Regions from separate parts of the Sus scrofa genome. Here regions 2 and 3 are each linked to region 1. Evidence: chromatin contacts called from public HiChIP or PLAC-seq data. All regions are on one chromosome and are shown on one strand. The core of a region is the stretch at or near the end of the contact, and the rest is flanking DNA. Distances in the headings are between cores, read along the strand shown.

Region 1 (3,902 bases), core at 986-3,485:
AGGGCCGGGGTGCCCACCACCTGCTCCGTGAACTCAGTCACCGCCCCGCCCCTCCCCCTCCTTGCCAGAGCCAGAGCGGCATCATATCACCTTCATTATCAGGCTGACATTTGCTTTGGCTCACAGAGCAATTACCTGTTGCGTTGCACAAAGGCCCAGGAGAGAGGCAGTTAATCGGAGAGCCAGAAGCCCTGGCTTTGGAGGGAGAAGCAGGCGGTGATGTCGGCCTGACCTCAGGCCTGCGACGTGAAGCTGGGGATGTGGGAAGGTGGGGGGGAGCTGGGGATCAGGATCCATTTCCCCTGGCTGAGGAGGAGCGAGAGCTGGCCAGGGGGGTGGGGGGGGGAGGGATGTTTGCATCTGGATGCCATCTGGATGAGGGCAAACATCGAGGGGCCACTCGAGGAAATGCCTGAGCGGCAAATCAAATCCTGCAAAAAACTGCCTGCTGAGCTCTTGAAATGAATGTCTGAGGGCGAGGCATGCATCTGGGGAGAGTCCGGGGGGTGGGGGTGCACGGAGAACAGGTTGGGGAAGGAGGCCAAAGCAGAGAGGAAGGGGCCAAGCCTGGGAGCCTCTGGGGGGAGGGAGGGGCCTCCCTGGGCTGGTGGCCCCCTACAGACCCTGAGGCTGCACCTCTGGCCTGGAGGTGATGAAGGGAGGGTCCCCAAATGTAAGGAAGGTCCACATTGCCTCAAGATTCTGGGTCTGGCTCCCTGGACCACCCCCCCACCCCAATTGCTTATCAGGCCCCAGACCCTGAAGGCTGCTGTCCCGCAGATCAATGACCTTGTCCACGCTGTATGCATCGATGTAGCACGCACTGTGTGCCTAGCCGTGGGTATGGGCCGCCTGGATGCTCAGAGATGTGGTCAGTGTAGTTCCGGGTTCTGAAGGATTCAGGTTCGAATTCTTAGACAGGCTCACTAAATGTAACCTGCTTGGCCAAGCCTCCGTTTCCTCCTTGACAAAAGGCATAGATCTTGCCGCTTCCCCAGGAGAGCAGCCAGTGCTAATCCTGAGTGGGGCTCCAGAGTGAGGCAGGAGATCTGGGGGACCCTCAGCCCTCCACGGGCTGGGGACTGCATACCCCTTGCCCCCTTCACTGCTGTGACGAGGCAGGTGTCCGGGGAGGTCAGGAAACAGACTTTCCCCCGAACCAGCTGACGGCCTCAGGACCTGGAACCACGGGCCTTTCCCCCGTGCCAGCCTATACCACAGCCTATACCACAGCCACAGCCATCAACCAGGCCACTTGTTGCGTGCACCCAAGTGTGGGTATGTTTGTGCAAGTCTTTGCATCTGTGGATGTGCACCTGTGCGTATGTTTGCACAAATAGGTTCCGTGCATGGCGTTTAATCATATGTGTTTTGTGTGTTGTGTGCAAACATCTGTGTGTTTTAATACATGCAAACTATCTACGTGAGCCTGCATTATGCAAATGTGGGTTATAAGTTTATGTGCATTTTGCATGTGTTAACATCTTTCTATGTTTTTCTCTGTACAATATGTGTATATGCTGTATATATGTGAATGTGGAATCTACATGGGTTGGTGTTTGTAAATAAGGTATGTAATTGTTTCTGTGTTAACACAGGTTTGTGATATAATGCCTCTGTGGATAATTGGCGTGCCTGTGTATCGTGTGCGGGTGTGCGCTTATGTGTGTGAATGTGTACATGAAATGCCATTCTGGGAGTTCCCGTCATGGCGCAGCAGAAACGAATCTGACTAGGAACCATGAGGTTGCAGGTTTGATCTCTGGCCTCGCTCAGTGGGTTAAGGATCCGGCGTCGCCGTGAGCTGTGGTGTAGGTCACAGACACAGCTCGGATCTGGCATGGCTGTGGCTGTGGTATAGGCTGGCAGCTACAGCTCCGATTCAATCCCTCGCCTGGGAACCTCCATATGCTGCAGGTGCAGCTCTAAAAAAGACAAAAGACAATAAATAAATAAATAAATAAATAAATAAAGTTATCAGGATAAAAGAAAAATGTCACTTTAAAAAAAAGAAAGAAATGCAATTCTGTCTGTGTAATAATATGCCCAGGTGGAAATATGCGTGCAGAATTAGCATAAATGAATCAAGGGGTTGCCTGTCTGTGTGGGTATAAAGTGTGGTGTGTATGTGCCTGGGCCTGTAGGAGGCAGCCTCGCATGTTAGGAAGCGCCCTGGACTTGCCGCCAGAGGAGGGAGTTCAGACTCCACTCCCCTGGCGGTGAGGCCTTGACGTATGTACTTGGCCTTTCTGAGCCGCTGCAGGCCCGGCTCTAACCGCACCAGCTGTGCACCCAGCCCTGCCTCTGCCTGAAGGGCCTGAGGAGAAAGAACACGTGGCTGCGTGGGCAGCCCAGAGCAGGACCGTCCTGGCAAACACAGGAAGGTGTGCTGGGCCCAGCCCCACTCCTGGGATGACAGAGGGGTGCGTCCCAGGGCCTGCCCTCACCCGGCTTACAGCCCAGCTGGGGAGAGGCCAGGAGGGGCCTGGAAGAGACTGGCAGGTGTGCTCGGAGATTGGCAGGTGCACTCGCAGGGCCGGGAGGGGCCAGGTGGCTCAGACCTGCGGTGGTAAGAGGCTAGCGGCCAATCCTGGCCGATCGCTGACTTGCTCTAGGATTGGGGGGGAATCACGTCACCCCTCTGTCCCTCTGTCCTCATCTGCAAAATGAGATACGCTAGTCCAGGCCTCAGAGCACTCGTGTAAAGGCTAAATGAGCTACTACATGGAACGTACTTTTTCTTTCTTTTTCTTTGGTCATGTGTATACAAAAGTTCCCTGGCCAGGGATTGAACCCAAGCCGCAGCGGTGACAACGCCAGATCCTTAATCCGCTGAGCCGCCAGCAAACTCCAGAAAGTACTTAGAAGAATGCCTGGCACATAGAAAGCGCTCACAGGGTGTTAATTATTATTGTAGCTACGACGTGGGAAGCCACTGAAATCGTTCTAAGGACAGAGAAAATCAAGCTAACGACAACAAAAAGGACCCTCATCAATTCCAGGAAGAATAAAATGTTGTGCAAAGGGGAAAAAAAAAACAATTATAGTTTACTAAGTGGCTCAACCCTGGATGTCAATGCTTTTACAAGGTCACGTTCCATTCCCATCTAACCAGAATGACACGGGGATTATGGTGGGGGAGGGTGGCAAGGCCACACAGGGTTGTAGCCAGAGGCACCAGATGAATCTGTCCTGCAAGTTAACGTGGATGAGGAACCATGTAACTAACACCTATGTGTACAAACAGCTTTGATGAAGATCTGTAAAAATCCACGTAAATACATCAAGTAGAAACCTGTGCCTGTGGTCAAGAATTGGACGGGTGACATCGGCTATCTGTCTCAGCAGAGGGTGAGGCGACGCCAGTGCAGGGTCTCCAGACACAGGGGTTCCTGGGAGGGGGCCTCTCCCTCCCCACCCCAACCAGGGATGACTTTAAGAAAAACGGGGTGTCCTGGCAGATCATTATTACTTTGACTGCCTGCCGTCCCCTCCCCTCCCTCTGTACTGGCTCTTTAGTCATCCATCTAAATGCATGGGGAGGGAGTTCTTGTTGTGGCTCAGCGGAAACACATCTGACTAACATCCATGAGGACACAGGTTCAATCCCTGGCCTCGCTCAGAGGGTTAAGGATCCAGCCTTGCCATCAGCTGTGATGTAGGTCCCAGATGCAGCTCGGATCTGGCGTTGCTGTGGCTGTGGCCGGCAGCTACACTCTGTTTCGACCCCTCGCCTGGGTACTTCCATATGCCGCGGGTGCAGACCTAAAAAATTAAATAAATAAATGCATGGGTGGGAGTTCCCATTGTGGCTCAGTAGCTTAAGAACCTGACTAGTATCCATGGGGATATAGGTTAGATCCCTGGCTTTGCTCAGTGGGTTAAGGATCTGGTGTTGCGTG
Region 2 (3,902 bases), core at 982-3,481, 250 kb after region 1:
TTTATCCCTCTTTCCTTAATTCAATACAAAGCAGTCTGATGGCTCAAAGAAAGCCCAAGAATCCATTTACATCTGGTCCCGAGGGTTTGGAAAGACCTGGGATTTAACCTCTCAACCCTGGCCCCTTCGTCTTCAGCTCGTTGCTGCCTGGGGCTTCAGAGGGAACAGCAGACTGTAGGGGGCTCTCCAAGGGTCCTCTAGCCTGTGGCTCGTAGGCTGGGGCAGAAGAGGTGCAGGTTTTCCCCTCTTGGGCAGAAATACAGAACATACCCCTGCGACACCCAAGAAAAGCAGACCTTTCATCACCAGGGAAGGTGTCGGTGTGTTCTCGTTCGCTAACCTAGTCTCTGAAAAGACCATCTCACGGAGGAGCTGAGCGCTCTTGGGGTGGTAAGAGGGTCAGGAAATCTAGCTAAGTGGGGATTGAAGTCTTAGGAGGGTGGAGGCCGCAGGCCCATGCGCAAAGCTCTGTGGAGGGATTTGGTCTCAGGTCGGTTCCAGAGGGAGGCTTCAGCCCCTTGCAGTCCCTCCAGATGACTCTCCTCTCCTATTTTCTGTTACCACCAGGATGTTCTGCTGCTCAGCCAGTTCATCCGGCCACACGGGGGCATGCTGCCCCGAAGAATCACAGGCCTGTGCCAGGAGGAGCACCTCAAAATTGAGGAGTGTGTGAAGATGGCCCACCGGGCAGGTAGAAGGCCCCTCGGGGCTAAGAGGGCATGGGGCTGTGGGCACCACTTCCACCCTCCAGCTGCCCCATGGTCCGGCCCCTCCTGGACTGGCTTCATGACACGCACCCGCCTGGGCCAGCCTCCCACCCCCTTGGGCTTTCCCTCCAGCCATCCCCTTAAGTACTCCTCCCTCCACTCAGGTCTGCTCCCAAATCACAGGCCGAAGCTTCCTGAAGGATTTGTTCCAAAGAGCAAACCCCGACTCAACAGGTAAGCCACCTTGGGTGTCAGCACCCAGAGAGTTCTGCAGGCCCTCGGCCCTCGCTGGGGAAGCCGCCTCCTGGAGCTCATCCCACGGCTCAGAAAAGCCAGAGTGCTCCACCCCCCACCCCCCCACTCCCCATGCTCGGTTCCACACTGCAGTTGCCGCTGTGTGTGCCTCTGTTACCCTCCCAGCCATCCTCGGCCCCCCTCCTTGGCTCTCCCCCGCCCTTAGCATGGGGTAAAGGGGTAAGAAGGTCTGCTGCTCGGGCATTAGAATGTGCTAATCCTCTGTTTATGACATCATACTGGGTTGCTATGGGAATGTCAGAGCACTTCTACAAACCTTCAGTCATAGCACCGGGGTTATTAAAGGGCAGAATGAGGCCTTAGAAATGGAAATGAGAGGGCTCTCGTGGCAGGGCCGCTGGGTAGAGCTCTACAAATCCGACACTGCAGAACTTCAAGGCTGCCTCCACGTCGACTAGGTTGCGAATAGTGCTCCTAGAGTTGTGCAGTCAACGACCTGCACAGCTACACGTGGCGCTCCATGAGGTCCCGAGGTTCTACAGAGGAGGAGAGGAAGGCCCCTAGATCCTGGAATCCGTCAGTCTGCCTTCCAGCCTAAGCAGGGTGGCCCCTCTGGTGTAGAAATAGATTCTTGTTTGACACCCAAAAAGTCATCTCTGATGATACCACATCACATACTCCTAGCACTACAGTATCCCTTTGTTGAGAGTAGGTCTGTGTCTGTAAAGTTGATGTTGGTGTTTTTTCTTGTTCCCCCCATCAGTGGCCCCTCCCTCCTTCAGCCTGTCCTGACACCACTGAAACTGTGGTCTGTGGTTAAAGCAAAGCAAGACACTCTGCCCGCAGCAAACCTCCTAGGCTGATCCCCAACAGAAGCCAGGCATGGAGCATAGGAGGCCATGGATTGCTGGGCTGGGGGCACAGGGCCAGCACTAAGGCTTCACGCACGCCTGGCCACCTGCACCGCCCACACTGCTAGCTAGGCCATCTGCCAGCAGCCCTGAGGGAATGGGACATATTAACCTCTTTCTGTCTTTCCCAAAAGTGCTGTGGACCATTTGGGGGTTGAGCCCACCCCCGCCCTGACTTGTTCAGAGACAGCAGCAGGCCTCAGGACACAATCCATCCTGCCCTCGGGCCTTTGAAGCAAAGCCAGACTCCCTCCCATATATCCGGTGTCCTTTAACGTGACACAGGATTGATGACGTGTGGGGGCTCTAAGGTTGCAAAAGGCCACCCTGGGGAGGAGAGGGAGTCCTGGCTATGAGGGAGGTTGATTCCTTACAAGGGACATTATGATTCCATCCAAAGGTCCTTGAGCTGCCAGGCACTGGCCTAGGCCCTCCTGGGCCCTGGGGAGCCACGCTTCCTCCTTCCCCACCCCTTCGGGAGAGGTAGGAGAAAGGAGCCTTGGTGCTTCTTAGAGCTGGAGTGACCCCAGAGAGCTGGCCAGAGGCCCCGGCCCTCTCCCCGTGGCTGGCTGCTCTGTGTAGCACAGGCCTCAGGTCCAGGGACAGCTAAAGCCTGGCTTCCTGAGGTCTCTCCAGGGCGAGGGGGAAAGGACAGCTTTGGGGCAACAGCTTCGGAGGACCCGGTCAGCCTTCGGGTTTTCTGGGTCTTCAGATCCGGTGGGCACCCCTTTGGGGGATTCTGCTCCCACAGCCCACTTCTCCACCCATCCCCCCAACCCCCCAAAGCCTGGGGCCTGCCACATGCTGCCGTCCCTTTACCCTTACTCTCCTGCCGGCGCAGCACCACCAGCCCGCCGCACAGGTGCTCCCGCTGGGGCGCTGACAGACCAGGACGCGGGGAAGGCTGCTCCCGCCTGCCCACCGCACCCCACAGCTCTTTACTTCCTCTCCCGGCAGAAGACGGAGGTCCAGGGAGCTCAATGGAAATATATACATCAGCAGCCATTTTTTCACTGGTATCTAAAAGTTTCAGCCACGGTTATTAATTTTTTAAATTAAGCCTCTCATTTGAGGGTCCCTGGAGGCAGCTGGGTTGAGCCGCAACCTAACATGGAAGCAGGGGAGGATCCTGGCCTTTGCCATGGTTGAGCTTTCAAGACAAAGGGTGGGCCTCTCTGGATGGGATCCAGGTTTCGTTCTGGACGGAGCAAACCCCAGTCCAGCCGGCGTGGGCCACTTTTCCGGGAACCGTCAGGGCCCTGCCATCCCCAGAGGGGGTCAGAGGACTATGGGCGGCAGCCATCTTTCCCCGCACCCACTCACAAGAACCTTCCTGGGCTAGGTCTGCACCCACAGGCCCTCACCCTTGGCTCCTGTCATGGGTTGGGGGAGGGGCTGCCCAGGCTTGTTCCCTGAAGGCTGGGGTGGGGGGTGGGGGGCAGATGAGCCAAGTGGGGCAGAGGGAAGGTCTCCTCCAGGCCCTTACGTCAGCCTCCTCTCCCCATGGCTGCGCAGCCTCTTCCTCCGCCTCCTCCCCCAGCAGATACACACAAACATTGACAACTCATCAGGATCAAGGGCGCACGTGGCCTTGTGCAGCCTGGCCCTGGCCACACACGCCTGAAGCAGCAGGAGCCCAACCCATCTGTTTACAGCACACTTGGCGGTGGCTCCCAGGAAAAGCCCCTTCTCAGGAAAGGAAAACTGGCAAAAGGATTTGGTGGGCCGCCAGCCCTCACAGCTGCCTCCCGTCCTCCCTCCACAGGTACCTGACCCGCTGGTCTCCCCGCTCTGTCAAGCCCATCTACAACAAAGGCCACCGCTGGAACAAGGTGCGCATGCCCGTGGGGTCCCCCCTCTTGAAGGACAACGTCTCCTACTCGGGCAGGCCCCTGCTGCTGTACCACTGACTGAGGCAGCTCCGCCCGCACTCCACCCCAGCCCGCCCTACGGCCCCCGGCTCCTCCAGCATTGTCAACGCAAGGGACAGCAGGACCCCCTCCAGGGGCCAGGCAGGGCAGTCGGGTCC
Region 3 (3,902 bases), core at 518-3,017, 190 kb before region 1:
TGTGTGTGTGTGCGTGCGTGCATGCGCCGGCTGTGCCAGCCCAGGGCAGCCCCGGCCCGGCCCTGGAGGCGGGGTGGTGGGAGTTCTTGGTTCACCAATTGCATCCCCTGCATTTAACAAACAGCACAGTGTCTGGGACCCAGCAGGCCTCTGACCTGCCTTGGCCGTTATTTTATAGTTAGGAGCCTAAATTGCATTTTCTTTCCCCCCAGGCAAAGCCCATTTTTCACAGGAAGCCCCAGCTGGTGGAGATGTGCGTGTGTGTGTGTGCACGTGCGTGTGTGTGTGCGTGTGTGTGGTGTGTGTGTGTGTGTATGGAGTGAGTGCTGGGGGTAGAGGGCTGTGTGTGCACATGTGTGTGTGTGTGTGTGTGTGTGCATGTGTGTGCGTGCAGTGAGTGCCGGGGCTGGGCGCATGGCTGCTGAGGCTGAGTCCTGGCTCCAGCGCTCTTCCCGCTGCAAAGTCATCCCTCAGCCTCAGCTTCTACTTGTCAAGAAGGGCCACCCCCACCTGCAATGGTTGCTGAGACAAATGAATCCAGAGCGTGCTCGCTCTGTGTAAACACAACTTAGGTGTGTGTGTGGGAGAGGCCGGGTGGTGGTTGCTGGTCAGTATCTTCTACTTAGAGCTGTGTCAGCCCAGGAAGTGGGCGATGGACCCCTGACCCCATTTGCTAAGGACTGAGCACGTGCCCTTGAAAACGGATCAGGTTGCCTCGGCCCCTGAGATGTAGAAGCTGGCTGTGTGAGCCTGGCTGGGCAAAGGGATGAATGGGGGAATAAAGAAAGCTCCATCTCTGCAGGTGTTGAGCAGAAGCTGCCCCCCAGCTGGGAGGTCATTGGGGGCTGGATCGGATGACGTTTGAGGTCACTTCCCCACTGCAGGTTCTTTCCAGGTTCGGTGACCCGAGCTGACTTCTGCCCTCCTTCCCAGAGCCCTTCACTCCAAAGCCTCCCTGTGGCTAGTGCTGGGGTGGGCACAGTACTTTCTGTGCCTACACGGTCATGCCCTCAGGGTTTCCTGGGTCAAGGAGCGCCCAGAGTGAGCAGAACTGAGGCTCATGCAGGACTTAGGTGATGGGCCAGGGGTGAGGCTGGGGAGGGGAGGTAGGTCATGGCTGGGGAGGGGGAGGGGGACTTCTGGCCCTTTGTGGATCAGCCTGGAAGGCTTCCTGGAGAAAGTGGTGTTGAATCTCAACATGAGAGCCACTGGGCTGGCCCCTGGTCCCAGGCTTGCGGTGACTAGTATGCACCTGCTCTCTGCCTGCCATGCCCAGCCTATGACCCTGGAGGGAAGGGTGCCCTGCTGTGGGGGCAGAGGGACTCTGGCGCAAGTATGGCTGTGTATTTCAGTCCTTGCCGGCCCACTCTGGGAAGTCTCCTAGGAAGCTGGGGCTTCTAGGTGTGGTTGTGACACTGCATGGCCTTAGCTGATTCTAATCAGGATGAGTTTCCTCCCCGGCAAATGAATGGTGAGCAAAGGAGATCATCCAGGCGCCCCCAGGGTGCGAGCTCTTGGGAGTGGGGATGGTCTGCTGAGAGCTCCAGCCCAGCTGCCGACCTCATGCCCTGGGGTGAGCTGGGGGTGGGGCTGACCCCTCTTCTCTGCAGCTGCCACCTCTTGGAGGGCTTTTGGGGGGCTGGAAAGTACCCCCGGCAAAGTGGACTCCCTGGCACCTGCCCCCTCCACCCCAGGTCCCTCTGCCCTATTTTGTCCCCTCAGTGTTACATTCCACAGAGGAAAGTGATCCCTCTCTCCAGGCCTGAGGATTACAGGCTGGAGAGAAGCCTGCGTTGCCCTGGGAACGCTCACGTAGCTCTTTCCCATGGGTGCCCTCCTCCTCCTGCCAAAGGCTGGGGAAGGGGTGATCCTGGCCCAGCCCAGCCTGGGGGAGCAGCAGGGCCTCTGGGGTCCGTCAGTCCTTCCCTTCCTCTCTGCGGGTCAGCGGCTCCTGGGGTGGGGGTGAGCCGTGTTGAGCTTCTAGTTGATCCTCTCAGGAGGTGGCTAGGGGCTCAGGACCCTGGGGTCTCCACGTGTCTAGGCTCCCCTGCCCCCTCACTTCTGTCCTGACCCCCTTCCCAGGCCGGAGCCCCTCCATCCCTACTAAGCCGGGGATTTCCGCAGGCTGAGCCAAGCGCCTGACACTAATTATGACGCCTTCATCCTGTTGGGGTTAAGCTCCCGGTGCCCTTCCCTGCCCCCACCCCAGAGGCCAGGCCTGGGGTCAGAGATTCAGGAGGCTCAAGCCTGCCAGGCCCCTTCTGGGAAGGGCTGGTGGCCCGGCCTCTCCCTGGGATCCGGAGGGTTGGGGAGGCTGCATCTGGGTGGACAAGATGTCCAGGCGATTCTAGTGGCGGGAGGGCTGGTTTCTCTGGAGAGCCCTCAGGGCAGCGGCGAGCTGTGGGGAACTGACCTTGAGAGGGCTGTGAAGTCCAGAGATGAGAAAGTCCCAGGAGCCCCCTTCTTAGCCCTGGCTTCATAGAGAATCACCTAGAAAGATTTTAAAGAATACCCATCCTTCAGCTCCATTCCTACTGTTTTTTTTTTTTTTTTTTTTTTTTGTCTTTTTAGGGCTGCACCTATAGCACATGGAGGTTTCCAGGCTAGGGATCAAATCAGAGCTGCAGCTGCTGGCCTACACCACAGCCACAGCAACGAGGGATCCGAGCCGAATCTGCGACCTACACCACAGCTCACTGCAACGCTGGATCCTTAACTCACTGAAAGACCAGGCATCAAACCTGAGTCCTCTTGGATACTAGTCAGATTGGTTTCTGCTGCGCCACAGTGGGAACCCCACTCCCACCCCCCACCCTACTGCTACTGATTTTGATTTCATCAGCAGGGCTGGAGCAAGCATGGGCATTTACAGCAATTCTGCCCAGGTGATTCTCAGGTCCAGCAGCTTGAGAATCGCAGCCATTAGGCAGATGTAACTGTCAGAGCTCCAGCTGCTCTCAGGTGGCATGGGTAGCGGCTGTCATGGAGGTTTCTGGGCCCATGGTGCTGTCAAGGAGACTATGACCAGCCAGCAGAAGGCCCTTGAGGGGGACTGGGTTGGAACTTGGGACTTCTAACCTCATGGCTACTTCCTCTTGGCCTCCTCTGTCCACCGGAGACTTGCCAGCTGTCCCATTCATTCAATCATTTGGGCACTTAGGAGCTGTGTGATCCTAAACAAGTTGCTTAACCTCGCTGTGCCTGATAATAGGCCCTAGTGATAAAAACTGAAGGAGATGCTGCTTATAAGGCCCCAGAAGCACTGGGAGAAATGTAGCCATTGTCCTGCTGCCTCTTACTTGGGGCTAGGGTCTGGGCAGAGGCCTCTGTCACCCCAGCCATTAGGCGGATGCAACCGTCAGAGCTCCACCTGCTCTCAGGTGGAGTGGGTAGTGGCTGCCCTGGAGGTTTCCTGGGTCCTGAGAGGGAGTTGGGAGGTGCAGGGAAAGTGCTCAAAAGAATGGCTTCCTCACCCATAGACCTCAGGCCTTTCTGGTTTGGTGGTGTCGCTGCTCCGGGTCCTGCAGCTATAGATATGGCCACCAGGTGTCACCCTCAGCTCATACTTGAAGTAAAGGTGGTGCAGAGAGAGGGAAAGGGGCGGCAGGGTGGAGAAAAGGAGGACGCCCCTTCCGGAGACTGGGTGAGCTTGGAGAAGGCCTGGGGAGGCTGTTACAGTTTCCACAGGTAGGTGCTCTGCAAAGCCTCACTAGTCTGCCTGCAGAATTCTCCTTCCCATGCTGATGGCATATCTCAACAGGTTCTTTATGGGGCACCTGCTCTGTGTGTGTGTGGTAAGAATCTCACTGAACACCTACTCTGTGCCAGACTCTGTACACACAGGAGGCCACTTGATATTCGCAATGACTTGGTATAGTCTCATGTTAAACTGAGGCTTATAT

The links. HiChIP or PLAC-seq counts read pairs in DNA pulled down with a chosen protein or histone mark.
Region 2: an H3K27ac HiChIP or PLAC-seq map of skeletal muscle shows a contact between it and region 1, with 4 times the contacts expected there. The contact joins two enhancer-like sites. A contact is called at or near these places in 2 of 47 Hi-C or Micro-C datasets (embryonic fibroblasts and epiblast stem cells) and 1 of 2 datasets of contacts at active chromatin or transcription factors (skeletal muscle).
Region 3: a contact with region 1 is called in an H3K27ac HiChIP or PLAC-seq map of skeletal muscle. The contact joins two enhancer-like sites. A contact is called at or near these places in 3 of 47 Hi-C or Micro-C datasets (embryonic fibroblasts, epiblast stem cells and liver) and 2 of 2 datasets of contacts at active chromatin or transcription factors (alveolar macrophages and skeletal muscle).

What each region holds. Positions count from the first base shown.
Region 1 is chr7:38,896,619-38,900,520 of Sscrofa11.1, reverse strand. No RefSeq gene overlaps it. Among named protein-coding and RNA genes, the nearest start is that of C7H6orf223, 95 kb to the left of the region's middle. Within about 2 kb of position 2,235, at least 13 of the 83 cell types and tissues checked have an H3K27ac peak or open chromatin away from gene starts, as enhancers often do. A contact at or near this core is called in skeletal muscle, where this site is marked.
Region 2 is chr7:38,641,855-38,645,756 of Sscrofa11.1, reverse strand. MRPS18A (39S ribosomal protein S18a, mitochondrial) reads left to right here. Exons shown (of 7, transcript XM_021098784.1): 5 at 568-691; 6 at 872-941; 7 at 3,639-3,902. The coding sequence ends at 3,783. Among named protein-coding and RNA genes, the nearest start is that of MRPS18A, 14 kb to the left of the region's middle. Within about 2 kb of position 2,231, at least 19 of the 83 cell types and tissues checked have an H3K27ac peak or open chromatin away from gene starts, as enhancers often do. A contact at or near this core is called in skeletal muscle, where this site is marked.
Region 3 is chr7:39,084,461-39,088,362 of Sscrofa11.1, reverse strand. No RefSeq gene overlaps it. Among named protein-coding and RNA genes, the nearest start is that of TMEM63B, 51 kb to the left of the region's middle. Within about 2 kb of position 1,767, at least 8 of the 83 cell types and tissues checked have an H3K27ac peak or open chromatin away from gene starts, as enhancers often do. A contact at or near this core is called in skeletal muscle, where this site is marked.